Regions from separate parts of the Rattus norvegicus genome. Here region 2 is linked to region 1. A link is a contact called in public Hi-C data. All regions are on one chromosome and are shown on one strand. The core of a region is the stretch at or near the end of the contact, and the rest is flanking DNA. Distances in the headings are between cores, read along the strand shown.

Evidence for each region. Hi-C and Micro-C count contacts between places; a contact is called where the count stands out from the background.
Region 2: a Hi-C map of Schwann cells shows a contact between it and region 1, with 2.2 times the contacts expected there. The contact joins two enhancer-like sites. A contact is called at or near these places in 3 of 12 Hi-C or Micro-C datasets (the Rat2 cell line, Schwann cells and mammary epithelial cells) and 1 of 1 datasets of contacts at active chromatin or transcription factors (oligodendrocytes).

What each region holds. Positions count from the first base shown.
Region 1 is chr2:235,987,424-235,990,335 of GRCr8, forward strand. No RefSeq gene overlaps it. Among named protein-coding and RNA genes, the nearest start is that of Lmo4, 48 kb to the left of the region's middle. Within about 2 kb of position 1,533, at least 14 of the 93 cell types and tissues checked have an H3K27ac peak or open chromatin away from gene starts, as enhancers often do. A contact at or near this core is called in Schwann cells, where this site is marked.
Region 2 is chr2:236,114,187-236,117,116 of GRCr8, forward strand. No RefSeq gene overlaps it. Among named protein-coding and RNA genes, the nearest start is that of Lmo4, 170 kb to the left of the region's middle. Within about 2 kb of position 1,610, at least 8 of the 93 cell types and tissues checked have an H3K27ac peak or open chromatin away from gene starts, as enhancers often do. A contact at or near this core is called in Schwann cells, where this site is marked.

The sequences.
Region 1 (2,912 bases), core at 283-2,782:
TCTGCCACCGGCTACTGCACTGAATAAATCGGCCACCACAGCCAGGGGGCTGCTGTGGCCACTCACAGAAGATGGCTCCCACTTTTGGGTCATTCCCTAATAACCCAGGTAGATGGTGGGGAAAGTGAAAGACAGGAAGAGAGGAAGGCAGGGCACAGCCAGCATAGCCCAGCAAGTCAAGAATGGAATGCAATTGGAAAGTTAAGGGAGCCCGGGGTTGAGGTGGAACACACGGTCCGCAGTCCGTGCTCCCTCCCTCTCCAGGATATACCAGCCTGCACTACCCCCAGGGAAAAGCAAGTTCCATTCAGGGTTTCTTCTAAAGTGGCTATTTTTTTGACTTAAGTCGAAAGCCTTGTCTTTTTCCTTTTTCTGACTTTGTTAGTCTCACGTTGTTCAGACCAGCTAAGGGTGACTTTGAGCTTCTAGTCCTTCTGCCTCTACCTCCCGAGGGCTAGAATTTCAGACATCCCCTACCTGGCCCAACCAGCCGATATAGGGTTAGAACTAAACCCAGGGTATGGTGAATATTAAACGAGTACTCTACAATCTGAGCCTTGTCCAGGCCCTCAGCATGTGGTTTTGTTTTTTTGTTTTGGATTTGGTTTTTTGTTTGTTTGTTTGTGGGTTTTTGTTTGTTTTTTGGGGGGGGTTGTTTTGTTTTGTTTTTGTTTCATTCATTTGGTGTTTGGGTTTTTGTTTTTCTGGGGTTTGTGGAGTTTGGTGGTTGTCATTGCTGTTTTTATTCTTCCAAGGAAGAGGCTATGATGCAGTGGTGAGAGACAAGGAAGAGAGACAGTCCCTGGTAGTTAGTAAGTGCTCAGTAAACACAAGTAGTGGGAACACAAATGGTGAGTCACCAGGACACAGTCCCTTGTGCCTTTCTTCCGAGCGTTCGAGAAGACACTCGAGTTAAAGATCGTAGAGTTTATAGCAGTATCTCATGGGCTGTAAATCTCAGCAGTGCGGTCTTAAAAATCACCACGGCCTACTGAAAGTCCTTTAAACTCCATTCACAGTCCAGAAACCAGGGAGAGGCAAAATCCTGCCGCTCCTGCCTGTGACTTCTCCTCTGCTCTCCTTACCACTTCTCCCAACTTTGCTCCAGAAAAATCTCTAGGGAAATGAAATTAAGCCGTTTCCCAGATTTACTTTTCAAAATTAGTCCTGGGCTGGCCTTCAACAAGGCAAACACATTCTGTGCAGTCACGGGAAAGAACAACACAGCATTCCTGGACCAAGGCTTGGAGCCCACGGAGCCAGACAGACAGAACAGGCTGAAGACAGGGATGCGTGTTTTGTAGCAACTGCTGCCTTCAAGGCTGCTCTTCCAGGGGCATAGACCTCTCTCCCTTGCCCTCTGGTTGGTCCTTACCCTTTCCTGATCTTGGAAGTGGCATGTTTACTGTCCCTGCTTGTCTGGGCTAGGAAACTGTTATTCAAAATCACTAAATCACATAAGTGTCCAGAGACTGTCACCAGAGTGGTACAGTTCCCCATCTGAATGTCCTCCTTCTCGGAGTCTTGGGATGGCCTGGCCTTTCTGACACAGAAGCTGCCGGCTATGGTGAGTCATCCCATCAGGGTTCCTGCTCGCCAAGGACTTGATGGCACAATTTGCCTGGAAATGAAGAAATTCTAAATCTGCATATTCATCATTCTAGGAAGATAAACACAGTGTGAGACTATCTAAAATATTTAATAGTCAACATTTAATAATTCTTTGATCATATGTGGGATGAGCTCTCAACACAGGGCACTGCCATACTCATACATATGAAATTATTCAGGCAGTGGTCAGGAAGGCTCTCTTTCCTTCCCATAATAGATTGTCTTTCATTCAATGTGGGTTCCAACGGTCGCCCCAGGAGAAAGTAACGCCTACTCTGTCCTTGCCTTGTAGAGCAGAGGTCGCGGTATTTAGCAGTCCTGGAATGCCCAGAATCCAACCGTTTCTTATCTTCCCATCCCTCAAGGATTTTTGCTCTGCTTCCCCCCGCCCCCCAAAAAAAGACAGACAAAGTAAAACAGCTGCGTGAATTCTGTTCCTAGTCAGGTTAGAACGCCTTCAGAAGTAAGTCCGCATCTGAATCAAATCCTCACCCTGCGGCTTCGGACCGGAAACTGCAGCTGATTGGTTCCTGCCAGGGCCACGGAGGACATTTTAAGAGGCAAGTATCAACAGAAGTTTCTTCCACTGGCAAATGGGTGTATTTGCTTTTTGTGCGTTCATTTTGTTTGAGTGAGTGGCAGGGCCATTGGCTTTCAAGACAGGGCCTTGCTATATAGGCCAGGCTGGCCTCAAACTTCCCTCCTCTGCCTCCCCCACGCTGAGATGACAACCCTGTGTTATGACACCTGGTCTCTTCTTATTTATTTTATTCATCCATGAAATATCTATTTATCTATCATTCTGTAATCCTAAGGTTGGGGCTGTTGAAACTAGGGTCTTGTACATATTAGGCAAGTGCCCAACCACTGAATTACATGATATCCCTTTTCTTTTTTCTTTTTTTTTTCACTTTTTACTTTAAGACAGGGTCTTACTCAGTTGCCCCAGCTGACCCCGAACCCGTGCTCCTCCTGCCGTAACCTCATGAGTAACTGGTATTCCAGACCTCCACCGCCAGGCCCAACTCAAAGTCTTCTTCCAAAACATTTTTCAAAGGGATCAGTTTGAAGGCACTGTTTGTGACCCACCTCTGCAGACTCTCTCCACAAAAGCCACTCACTTATTTTCCATCGCAGAAGAAATTAGCAAAATCTAAACCGGTCCCTCTTGCAAAGACATTATTCAGTGGTAACAAGTCCCAATGTGAAGAATCCAGGTTTCCTTCTGTCTAATCAGATGGCCCTTCCCCAACTGTCTCACACATGCTAATGGAGTGTGACGAGCACATTTGGCTCAGTAG
Region 2 (2,930 bases), core at 360-2,859, 130 kb after region 1:
ACCAAACCTTAATTATAATTATTTAACCAGGTGGGTAGTTTTTCCTAATGAACATTTCCATGAAAACAGAATAACTAATGACAGTCTTAAAGAAGCCTTTGTCTTCCCATGTACTAATGATCACATTTATAAATATGCAGCGAGGCCCCGTGTACATTGCTAATGATAAGTAATTAAGGACAGGCGTGGGAAGCCAGGGAAAAGGGTCATGGTAATGCAGGAGAGGGAATTAAAAATGCAATAAAAGTAAGTTGCCTAGAAAAGATTAAATAAACTTGTGGCTTCTCCTCCTTCCAGAAAGAAAAAAAAAGAATGATTTCCTCATTCTCCGGAACACCGTGTCAGGCCAGCCAACGGTTTACTGTGTCCCTTCACGTCCTTGCCCCCCCCCCCATCTAGATTCTGTTTTCAGATACTGTGCCCCACCCCCACCTCAACACCAGTCCCGCAGAGATGGAGTGAGTCCTCACAAAGATGGCCGAATGTATGATTGAAACGTTCGTGGCGGATCATCTCTAAACCGAGCGACTGTCATCAGAGAACCTTTTGACATCACCCTCAGTCTGAGGAACCCTGCCACCCAAGCACTTGGAGCCACTTGAAAGACACCAAGCCTGTCTCTCAGGCAGTGTCTGAGACAGCCATTCAGACTCCCTTCAACATCTCGTCCCCAAATAGAACAGAAATCTGAGGCGCTAAGGGGAAAAAGAAAAAAGGAAAGCGGACTTTGCAAAAAAAAAAAAAAAAAAAAAATCATAAAGTCGTGTTTGGGACCGAATAGGAACCCCAGTGTTCCCTTTAAGCATTAAAGGCACACCAAATGAGTAAGTGGCCTTCTTGGCGAAAGAAAAGAGGCTTATATTTGGATCTCCGAAGCTCTTAAATAAGGGCAATTTTGATTCTCCTTTAAAGTGTCTCCGTAAAGCTCCCAAGCCACTGAGGATTTTTCCCCCTTACAAACATTTTAGACTCCTTGATCTCGAGTCTCTAGAGACCGCACATTCCGTAACTGTTCCACGGGGTTAATCCCTTGGTGGGAGAATCATCTTCTGAGGCTGCGTGGCCGGGTTAACAAGAAGGCAACCTCGATCTGAAGTCAACAGCGGCTTGCAAACATCACAACTTTGGTTTGGGGGGGGGGGGGGGGGCGGTTCTTCTTTAATCTCTCTCTGTATGTTCTCTCTGTCTCTCTGTCTCTCTGTCTCTCTGCATCCCTCCCCCCTCCTCTGGATCTCTCTCCCTCCTTCCCCGTCTCCCTTCCCCTCTGTATCTCTGTGTTCTCTCTATCCACCCTCCCCGCACCCCGCCTTAAACAAGTTCTAAGCAAAACACTCAGGGCTTGGCTGTTTTCTATCCTAAGTCTCCGTATGAATGCAAAATGAATTGTTTTCTGTTTCATAAAATCTTCAACAAGGCCGTACTTCTTCTGTTATCAGGATGTGGTCATCTGCACATAGCTGATTGCACTCTGGCAAAGGCCATTTGGTACCTGAAGCTCACTCCAGCAACCAGGAAGGCCAACAAGGCCCTAGCTCGCAGGCACCGCCTCCCGGGCAGAGCCTCGCTCCCCTCCGGACCGCACAGTCGGTCGAAGGGCACCTCTGCGAGCTTATCCTGACCCCCAGTGGCCGGCCCCGTCATCCATCCGGCCCGCACCGGGTTCCTTTGGGCCAGCACCGCCCTAAGGCTCCTCAGATCCCAGCTTTAATTGACAATTAAAACAAACTTCAGTTCTCACAGGCATCAGCGAGTGAAATTTCGCAACTTGCAAGTTTCACAATTCAATTCCCTTGAAGCAAAACCGACAGTTTCCCTGAGGTTTCACGCCACACCTCGCCATTTGTTGTTTAACTTCCCCCTCAAGTTTCTCTCCCCGCCCCACACACACACTTTTATTTTCGAGTCAGTCGTGGAAGCAGTTTAATTATGTTTCTGGGGTCCAGCATCCCCCTTGCCCAGATGCTGAGTCAGCATGCCTCAGAGCCCCGGGAGCCCGAGTTTAATAACTGCAGAGTAGAGCTCGCAGGGGCTGCACCATCCCCAGGGAAGCATTAATGGCTTCCGCCCACCCTTCCGCTTAAATTCAGGCCACCCTTAGGATGCAGTCAGAAAACCCGCCTGATCCAGGTATGGACGGGGCTGGCCCGATTTAGCAAGTGAATACAGGATGGGTTTGGATTCCAGATACTGCCTTACTCAAGTCTTAATTTAAGTATGCCCCAAATGCAGCCTGGGGTGCATTTGTACTAAAAAGTATATGTGATTCATCTGAAATTCACATTTCGGGCCCTCTGTTTTATTGGGTAACCCTACTAGCAGACAGAGGAGGGGCTGGCTTTTACCAGTTTATAGCTCAGATCCATGGATAGATCAGAGGGCCTGGCTCCTCTGAGAATTAGTGAGAACTTTCGTTGTTTAAGTGTAAGGAAATAAAATGTTGATTACTGGACGCCCTGAAGGGGCTTGGTGTGTTTCCTCTGTCCATTCTTGCAGAGGTGTCCACCCCTCACCCCCAAACCCCAGCAGTGGCTCCTCCCACCTTATCCCTCCCACCCATAGCCAACTCTCCAGTGTTCAGAAGTTCCCCCACCTACCACAGAAGTTAAAGCAAAAGTCAAACACAAGGAAACCACTTGTAGGGGCAACGGATTCATTGCAGCAGCATCTTTAAGAGGTTCAAGAGGCATGACTTCTGCATGCACTGATATGTAGAGGGTTTTTTAAAAACAAGTTTTAAATTACAGTTATTTTCTTTTAAAAAAAACTAATAATAAAAAGCAGATCTATGGCCTTGAGAACATGTACAGATCTGCAAGCCACCTCTGCAAGTTTGTCCGTTAAACCAAACGTTAAATGGGAAATACTTGGCGGGATTTAAAATTAGAGCGGCACACATCACTTACAGATGTTTCGATGCAAAGACATGAGAC